3 separate regions of the Mus musculus genome follow, and regions 1 and 2 are each linked to region 3. The links are chromatin contacts, called in public Hi-C and HiChIP or PLAC-seq maps. All regions are on one chromosome and are shown on one strand. The core of a region is the stretch at or near the end of the contact, and the rest is flanking DNA. Distances in the headings are between cores, read along the strand shown.

Region 1 (3,351 bases), core at 221-2,720, 54 kb after region 3:
TTTAAGTCTAATATCCATCTATAAGTATGTGCCACGTTTGTCTTTCTGGGTCTGGGCTACCTCAATCAGGATGATCTTTTCTAGTTCCATCCATTTGCCTGCAAAATGTCATTGTTCTTAATAGCTGAGTAATACTCCACTGTGTAAATGTACCACTGTTTATTTACCCATTCTTCAGTTGATTTTTTTTTTCCCTGAGACAGAGTTCCACTGTGTAACCCTGGCTGTCCTGGAACTAATTTTGTAGACGAAGCTGGCCTCAAACTCATAGAGATCCACCTGCTTCTGCCTTCCAAGTGTTGGGAATTAAAGGCATGTGCCACCACCATCTGGATCAGTTGAATTATTTTAATTAAAATTTGTTCTTTTCTGTGTATGGGTGTTTTGCCTGCATCTATTTGTGCACCATAGGCATTCAGTGCTCATGGAGGCCAGAATAGAGCAGTGGACACCAGCTGGGCTGGTGGTACAGCTTGTTAACTAGCTGGTGTGCTTAGCCAGCAAGCTGTCTCTCTCTCCAGGCCCTTGTTGTTTTTCTGCATTTAAAACTAAAAAGATGCTGGGGCAGTGGTGGCACACGCCTTTAATCCCAGTGCTTGGGAGGCAGAGGCAGGCAGATTTCTGAGTTTAAGGCCAGCCTGGTCTATAGAGTGAGTTCCAGGACAGCCAGGGCTATACTGTCTCAAAAAACCAAAAAATAAATACATAAAAAAACAAAAAACCTGAAAAGATACAGACCACATGAAGCTCAAGAAGAAGGATGACCAAAGTGTGGGTGCTTCAGTCCTTCTTAGAAGGAGAACAAAATACTCACGGGAGCAAATATGGAGACAAAGTGTGGAGCAGAGACTGAAGGAAAGGCCATCCAGAGACTGCTCCACCTGGGGATCCATCCCATATACAGTCAATAAATGCTGATACTATTGTGAATGCTAAGAAGTACATGCTGACAGGAGCCTGATATAGCTGTCTCCTGAGAGGCTCTGCCAGTACCTGATATATACGGAGAGGCTGATGCAGCCAACCATTGGACTGAGCGAGCGGTACCCAATAGAGGAGCTAGAGAAAGAACTGAAGGAGTTGAAGGGGTTTGCAACCCCACAGGAAGAACAACAATAGCAACCAACCAGTCCCCCAAGAGCTCTCAGGGACTAATCCATCAACAAAAGAGTACACGTGGCTCCAGCTGCATATATTACAGAGGATGGCCTTGTCATGCATTAGTGGGAGGAGAGGTCCTTTGTGGGGCAGTGGGCTGTGCACAGACAGCCTGGTCTGGTCGAGCAAAGGTCTGGAACCCTGGGGATCTCCACCTACATGGAACAGGTGTTCAATCATGTCTCCTGAACCCCTGGCACCTGTCGAAGTTACCACCCCCACAGCCCCCTGCAGGAGAGGTGTATGACTATCCATCACACAGATAAAGCCCCAAGCTCCTGGCATTCTGTCTAGACTCCACCCCGACAGTTACCTGACTATAGCCAGGTAGTCTCCTCCCCACAGTTACCTCACAACAGCAGGATAGCCCAGCCCACTATAATAGGGGCTGCTTGGCCCCTCCTCCTTTTAAGCTCTCACCTTTCTTACTCTTATCTCTAGCTCTCCTTCTCCCTCTCCCTCCCCTTCCCCTCCACAAGGCCCTCTTTCTACCTTCTCTCTTTATCTTTGCCTTTCTACAATAAAGCTCTAAAACCATAGACTGTCTCTGCTCGTCAAGTCAAAGCCTGCCATGCTTGAACGATGGGATAGGATTTCCCCCAACCACGTCTCTAACCTCCTGCCATAAGGCCTTCCTGCACTCCAGCCACAGACACGACCAAGGATTCTTGCCGGCGTGGGAACCACCCACTGCCCACTCTCTCCCTGACCTCTCCTCCCTTCGCCCCCCCCCTTCCCCCGCGGATGACCAAGCTGACCCTGGGGCCCCCATTTTGTTCTCAGGTCTTCTGCAGTGTCCAGCGGTGTCTGGGATGCCCGAGACTAAGAACTTGTTACCTAAGACTGCCCCTTGTCCACCCCCCACCACTGGCGAGCTGAGATTCCGCGGCTTCCTACAGCCAATCACCTACCTGGGCCGAGTAGGAAGCATGCCGCTGTCTTCCACATCCACCCGCCCAGAGGTGGCAGGATGCGGGTTTTCTCCCACTCCCTTTATTCCCCCACTCCCTCTGCCCTACGGTCCTTGGCCCTATAGAGGTTCGATAGATGCCCCAGTGTAGGGGAAATGAGGGTGGGGAAGTGGGAGTGGATGGGTGGAGGAACACTCTCATTGAAGCAGGGGGAGGGAGGATGGGATAGGGGGTGTCAGGGGTGGGGGTGGGAGTGACCAGGAAAGGGGATAACACTTGAAATGTAAATAAAGAAAATAGCCAGGGGCTGGAGAGATGACTCAGCAGTTAAGAGCACTGACTGCTCTTCCAAAGGTCCTGAGTTCAAATCCCAGCGATCACATGGTGGTTCACAACCATCCTTAAGGAGATCTGACTCCCTCTTCTGGGGTGTCTGAAGACAGCTACAGGGTACTTATATATAATAAGTAAATAAAGCTTAAAAAAAGAAAGAAAGAAAATATCCAATTAAAAAAACTGAAAAGATAAGATGAATATCAGTTAAGATTTAGTGGAACTCTTCCTACACAAGTTCACACATGTCTTTATTATATTCATACATGTCGTTCTGCTATGGAAACCTCCATTCTGTGTGTGTGTGTGGTTGTTGTTGTTGTTGTTTGAAACAGTAGCCCTGGCTGTCCTGGATCTCACTCTGGAGCAGGTTGGCCTCTAACTCACAGAGATCCGCTTGCTTATGCCTCCTGAGTGCTGGGATTCCAGACATGCACCACCACTGCTGGGTTCAACTCATGGTCTTTACTGGGAGCTGTCATGCTTCCTTCCCAGGAGCAAAGGAGCTGGCATGCCAGATAGCTTTTTAAAATACTTTTAAAAAAATGCTTTATTTTATTTTATTTATCTGAGTACACTGTCACTGTCTTCAGACACACCAGAAGAGGGCATCAAATCCTATTACAGATGGTTGTTGAGTCATGATGTGGTTACTGGGAATTGAACTCACAACCTCTGGAAAAGCAGTCGGTGCTCTTAACCACTGAGCCATGTCTTCAGCTCCACCAGATATCTTCTTTTAAGATTTATTTTTATTTACATGGAGTGCTTTTTTTTTTTTTTTTTTTTTTTTTTTTTTGCATGTGTACCATGTGTGCCTTAGAGGTCAGAAGAGGGCACCCATCCCTCGGAATTGCAGTTACAGATGGCTTGTGAGCTGCCATTGTTGGGAACTGACCCCACCCCGGTAACAGCTGCATGGTCTTTCCAGCCACACTAGATGTCTTTT
Region 2 (2,968 bases), core at 55-2,554, 33 kb after region 3:
AGGGAGTTGGAGGACAGACTGAGCTACAGGAGACCCTGACTCAAAATATAAAAGGAAACAAAATCAGTCTTCTAATAATTCTAAGGTACAAAGGTTTAGTGTATCCCGCACTTGCCGAGCATGCATGAAACCCTGGGTTTGAGCCCACTGTCACAGACAAAAATGTTTGTGATAACAATTCTCATGCCAAGCTAGGGTTGAGAGCTACCTGCTGGGCACGTGCATGGTGCTATTACTTTCCTGGGGCCACCTTCTCAGCTAAGTCTGCTATGAAATCAGTAAGCTTTGCCTTCCTGGAAATTTGCATACAGGTCACTTTTGGAGCTAGATAATGAAGTTCCATGGAAAGAAGGCTCACTCTTGCCTTGCTGGGCAAAAGGATGTTTACCGGGGTCCTTTTTAAAATAATCCCCCACAGCCCCATCCAGCAGAGGGATTCATTCTGGTTACAGGAGGGGCACAAGCCAGTTCAGAGTTTCCTTGTGGGGCTGGAAAACAGAAATTCTTCTGATTTTCCTTGTCCCTAAAGTAAAGCATTTAGAGGGGGGAAAGTACATTAAGAGAAAACTTGAGGGCTGGAGAGATAGCTCAGTGGTTAAGAGCACTGACTGCGGGGCTGGTGAGATGGCTCAGTGGGTAAGAGCACCCGACTGCTCTTCCAAAGGTCCAAAGTTCAAATCCCAGCAACCACATGGTGGCTCACAACCATCCGTAACGAGATTTGACTCCCTCTTCTGGAATGTCTGAAGACAGCTACAATGTACTTACATATAATAAATAAATAAATCTTTAAAAAAAAAAAAAAGAGCACTGACTGCTCTTCCAGAGGTCCTGAGTTCAAATCCCAGCCACCACAGGGTGGCTCACAACCATCTGTCATGGGATCCAACACACTATTCTGGTGTATATCAGAAGACAGCTGCAGTGTACTCATATAAATAATAAATAAATAAATAAATAAATATATAAAAAAAAAGAGTAAACTTGAAATTGCAGAGTCTTTGGTGCAGTGCTGGGCCAGGGGATGGGAGGTGGGGATGGGATTTTGTGAACTTGGGCCTGGGGCTGGAGAAAGGGGAGGGTGAAGGGAAGGGGAGGGGAGGGGAGAGGGAGGGGGAACAGAGCTTCCCTGTAGGTTCAGATTGTTGCTTCAGGTTGGCTGTTCCTACTGGAATTCACCTTTAGAAAGAGGCTTTCTTCCAGCGCTGTTAGTGAAGCGAAGCGAATGCAGAGTGTCTGTAAGGCCTTTCCTTTCCTTTCCGCATGGCTGGGAACTGCAGCGAGTTACTGAGTAACTGACTACGAAGTTAATGTGCCTCAAAGGCCTTTACAGGAGCAGCAGCAGTTTAAAAGCTCTAACGAGGCAGTTAGCCCAAGGCCAAAAACTGGGAGAACCTCGATCCTGGCCTAAAAGATGCCGCCGCAGGGCAGAGAGAAACCAGTCCAATGGATAGAATGCAGCGAGCAGATGAATGAGAAAAATAGGGGTGGGGGTTGGTACAACTTTTAACCTGCCTCCAGTTGCCTCCCTGTAATGGGACTGAGCTGCTGGTGACCCACTTGGACAGGATACAATCAACTTTGTCCCTCTAGTCTGGTATCTATCAGCACAGACTCCTTTCTTTCTTCCTTCCTTTCCTTCCTTCCTTCCTTCCTTTCTTTCTTTCTTTCTTTCTTTCTTTCTTTCTTTCTTTCTTTCTTTCTTTCTTTCTTTGAGACAGGGTGTATGTACCTTTGGCTGTCCTAAACTCACTATGTAGACCAGGCTGGCCTTGAACTCACAAAGATCTGCCTGCCTCTGCTTCCCAAGTGCTGGGACTAAAGGCATGTGCCACTATGTCATGTTATTGAAGAGGTCAGCTCAGCCATTAGAAAATTCCATCGGACATACACACACACACACACACACACACACACACACACACACACACTCACACACACCTTCCTGGAAGAGACAGGTCAGAGAGCACATAGGCCAGAAGGGAGATGTTGAGTAAGCCCCTACTACCTCATTCCCTAAAGACCAATCAGTTTAAAGCACTGATCCACCAATCATATTTTGCCTAGTTGCTGATGCTTTATTCTATCCCTGGAAACCATATAAAAACTTGCCAGAACTTGCCTCCTCTCCTTCAGGTGTGGGCTAACCCCAGTGCATTGGAACAATAAATTCCTCTTGCTTTTTGCATCGATTCTGGCTCTGCATCGTTCACTCAGGGGGTCCCGGGTAAGCTAAGGCTCTTCAGAGTCTTATATAAGCACAGAGTCTTAAACATAGAAGAGTATAAAAAAGAGAGACTATAATTCTCTAGTTCCTCTTATTTTCTGCATCAAACACATCCAGAGATACACTGCTAATTATGTCTCCTCTGAAAACATTCTCACTGAAGCCTTCCCTATTCTCCTGCTTCCGCTGGGAGTTTGGGGTGTCTCAGCTCAGCACTGAAACCCCTCTCTTCTGCACTGATTTGGCTCTATTCGGTGTATTTGCTCTCTTTCATGAGATACAGTCATTTCTTACCATGCTTTATATCTGCATGAGCTGTGAATGGCGCCATATTGGACACACAGGAATTAATACAGTTGCATCTGGTCTTCTTTTACAGGCTCACTTCCCCGTCCCCTCCGCTCCCACCATGTCTTCCTACTTACCGTTCCAGGAACTCAGCCTCCATATCTTCATATTTCACCTTCTCTTCCACTGTCCTTTTCTAGAATTCCTTCCTCCTGTTACTTTCAGACATGCTACTTCACCCTGGCCTCTCCATGGGCTGGCTGGAAGCTCTGGGAAGGCAGGACTGGGGACATTTTCCCCCTCCCTAACCTGATGACACACATTGGACCCAGCAGGGGTTCAATCAGGGCTTTCTCAGTTAACAAATGAGTTGCCAAGGTTTTGCCAAAGTGACTTCTGGTCTCTATCACACAGCATCTCAGTGTGGCTTTTGGTTTAGTTTTCAAGACAGGT
Region 3 (3,103 bases), core at 27-2,526:
AACAGGACTCAGCTAGCATTCTCTAATGGGCTCCCCCTCCCCCTGAATTCTCAGCCCTCTCCTGCCATCCCCCAATACACTGCATTAGATTTTTGCTGGGAGGAAGGGCAGGCCTGTGGACTTGAACATATTTACCCAGATCAGTCAAATCAATAAGGATGGTAGAGAGGGGACGGAAATCCAGGTGTCAGGAGCTCGGGGTTAATATTGTTTACACTTTTCCACCCCAAACAAAAGATTCTGAAAGGAGCCATAGCTTCCAGCCCAACAACAACAACAACAACAACAACAAAATCCTATTTGAATCATCTGAAGCCTGTCAGCTCCAAGTAGAGAAGCTGGTCTTGAAGAAGGTAGGGCAAAGTTTAGGGCCATGCTGGGGTACACATCGGACCTGGAGACCATTCTTAACCCTTTTCAGCCCTGACAGGAGCAGACACCCGAGGCCTGCAAAAGGGACAGATATAGTCCCTTGACACAAGCCCCTGAGGAACTGGGGCGAAGGAAGGCTTGGGGTTTCTCTTCCTTCTCTCTCCCTCCACCCCCGCCCCGCGCCCCGTATGGCCAGTCGGGCCTTCCAGCCCCCAGGCCTGAAAGTCCCTAACCATGAAATATGCCCATGGGGCTGTCCAGCCAGCTCTTTCTTTCCCCAAACCCTTTTTATTTCATGGCCTGACACAGATCCTCATCCCTGCTAAAGCTTCATCCCTGGCAGCAAGGATGATTGCCCACCTCTTAACGTCCCCTTTTGACACGGCGCCACTGTGGTTTTCCTCCCCCGGAGAAATGCCCCCAAGTGTCACCAGCTCAGAAAACTACGAAGCACCACTCGACACGCTCCTGGGCACCGGGCAGCCCAGGCCAAACCTCCCAGCCTCAGGCAGCCCCCTCGGCGCTCCAGAGATGCCCGAGAGTCCGGGTGCCCCCTGACCCCCCGAATCTCACCCAGAAGAGCATGTTGAAGAAGAAGAGCAGGTATTTCACCAGCGGGCTGACGAAGGAGAACTCGTCCCCGTAGGCAGCCGGCACGCCAGGTCTCCGCGCCATGGTCCGCCGCTGCCCCCGGGGGGCCTATCTCCCAGCGGCCACCGGCCCACCTGTGCGCCCTGCAGCCCGGGGCGGGAGCCGCGGGGCCACGGGGACCCGAACGCCGGGGCAGCCGCGCCGCGCCGGGAGCCGCCCGAACCGTGCGTCGGGGAGCCGCGCGGCCAGGGAACGGCGCCGCCGCTGAAGCCGCGGCGGGCAGCGTGAGCAGCGGAGACTCCACCGCGGCCGCAGACCAGCTTGGCCCGCCCGGCTCTCAGGAAACCGGGCCCGCCCCCCGGACGGCCATTGGTGAGGCTGCCCGAGGCTGACTTCTCATTGGTCGGCGGCCCATGTCACTAAGCAGCCAGCCATCCCTCTCCTCCGAGAGGCGGGGGAGACACCTGTTCTGTGAGGGACAACTTGCTAAAGGGTCAGTGGTTCTGCTTCTGCCCGCCTAGACGGAAAGCCTGCAGGCTGCAGCTGCTTAAGGGAAAAAGAATGAGGAAAAGGAATGTTTCCTGCATCCCACACCCACGTCCTCTGCCCAGTTGCTGTGCACGCACGCAAACACACGTACGTTAAAATCAACAAGTACGCACTTTGTGTGTTGAGCAATTCGTTAAACGCTGTGGGAATAGAAAAGAAGGTTGATCCTCAGGGATCAAGACAATAAAATCAGAGTGACAAATGACAGGTACTAACAACCAGAAAGAGAAGAATAAATACCCCTGCTTAGCAATCAAATACTTTAAATGCTCGTTTTAAAAGCCTCATAACCTAACAGTGGAATTCTCAAACCATCCTTTTCTCTCATTACCGTCCAACCTCTCTATCCAAACCCTCTCAGAACGTTTGTTTACGTGGAGACACCGGTTTTTTGTTTTTAATTTTGTTTTGTTTTGTGTTTGGCATGTTAATAGGATATGCACAGATTGACTCCCAAGTACAATGTGGTGTACATTGTACTAGCTACACAAGTACGATTTTAACCTGGGGAGGAGTCTGATTTTGCCATCAATAGCGTGATTCCCCAAGCTACACTTTTTGTAACGTTGAGTGGGAAAACTGCAGCGTAAGGCATTGATCAAATAAGAATCTGTTAGTGCATGCAAATGACTTACACGGAGATGGCTGATAAGGGGGCTCACTAAAATGTGGTACTTTCACTCCTTTAAAAGATTCTTTTAAAATGTGTGTGTGTGTGAGTGTGTGTGTGTGTGTGTGTGTGTGTGTGTGTACCACTGTGCACACAGGTGCTGATGGAAGCCAGAAAAGGATGTCAGATCCCCAGGAACTGGAGTTACCGGGATTTGTGAGCTCCTTAAGTCAGTGCTGGGAACTGAACTTTGGTCCTCTGTAAGAGCAACAAGTGCTCTTAATAACTGAGCCATATCTCTAGCCCTGGTATTTTGTTTCAATAGGATTCAAAATCCAGTGTGGAAATACAATAACTGCATGAATAACTATTATGTAATTGGAAGAAGTTGAGCACCAGAAGGTGTCATGGCGGGAGAAACGAGGAGGATGAGATTTTAGAGACAGTGGGGACGTGAAATCCAGGTGGACACAAAAAGGTGTGTCGAAGCTTGGACAGATAAAAGCAAACCGCGTGTTGTGTGGAAACTAAGCCTATCACTTTTCCCGGCTTGGTGCAGCGGTGCCTGAGAATGCAGTATGTGTTCAACTGAATGGAGGCTGTAGAAGGACTTGAGATCAGATTACTGAGTTTGTGTTGAATTGATTTGGAAATAAGAGTTTTAGAGAAGGAAATGGGGTAAGATCGCTGTTTTCAGAGAGAGTTGGAAAGAGGCTGGAGAAAGTTTAATGGCAGCACTTAGGAGGAAGGGGCAGATGAATCTCTGGGAGTTCGAGGTAAACCTGGTCTACATTTGAGTTCTAAATCAGCCAGGGGCACACAATGAGATCCTATCAAACCAGAAGGAGAAGGAGAAGGAGAAGGAGAAGGAGAAGGAGAAGGAGAAGGAGAAGGAGAAGGAGAAGGAGAAAAGAAAATTTAAAAAATCCTAGTGCTATTATTCTGCTAAATGGTCATAGTGTTAGACAGCTTCCTAAGGTT

Evidence for each region. A called contact is a pair of places that touch in the nucleus more often than the background predicts. HiChIP or PLAC-seq counts read pairs in DNA pulled down with a chosen protein or histone mark.
Region 1: an H3K27ac HiChIP or PLAC-seq map of embryonic stem cells shows a contact between it and region 3, with 5 read pairs. The contact joins the enhancer-like site here to the promoter of Tspan33 in region 3. A contact is called at or near these places in 2 of 39 promoter capture datasets (HPC-7-derived erythroid cells and macrophages), 1 of 484 Hi-C or Micro-C datasets (8-cell embryo), 1 of 115 datasets of contacts at active chromatin or transcription factors (embryonic stem cells) and 3 of 9 other capture datasets (adipose tissue, embryonic stem cells and pancreatic islet).
Region 2: a contact with region 3 is called in a Hi-C map of liver, with 1.6 times the contacts expected there. The contact joins the enhancer-like site here to the promoter of Tspan33 in region 3. A contact is called at or near these places in 3 of 39 promoter capture datasets (liver and macrophages), 1 of 15 datasets of contacts at CTCF or cohesin (the NIH/3T3 cell line), 6 of 484 Hi-C or Micro-C datasets (the CH12 cell line and liver), 2 of 115 datasets of contacts at active chromatin or transcription factors (both in embryonic stem cells) and 4 of 9 other capture datasets (adipose tissue, embryonic stem cells, liver and 1 more).

What each region holds. Positions count from the first base shown.
Region 1 is chr6:29,637,925-29,641,275 of GRCm38.p6, reverse strand. No RefSeq gene overlaps it. Among named protein-coding and RNA genes, the nearest start is that of Tnpo3, 30 kb to the right of the region's middle. Within about 2 kb of position 1,470, at least 16 of the 459 cell types and tissues checked have an H3K27ac peak or open chromatin away from gene starts, as enhancers often do. A contact at or near this core is called in embryonic stem cells, where this site is marked.
Region 2 is chr6:29,659,192-29,662,159 of GRCm38.p6, reverse strand. No RefSeq gene overlaps it. Among named protein-coding and RNA genes, the nearest start is that of Gm30896, 15 kb to the left of the region's middle. Within about 2 kb of position 1,304, at least 19 of the 459 cell types and tissues checked have an H3K27ac peak or open chromatin away from gene starts, as enhancers often do. A contact at or near this core is called in liver and pancreatic islet, where this site is marked.
Region 3 is chr6:29,692,387-29,695,489 of GRCm38.p6, reverse strand. It overlaps Tspan33 (tetraspanin 33), which reads right to left and starts at 1,276. Exons shown (of 8, transcript NM_146173.3): 1 at 946-1,276. The coding sequence starts at 1,047.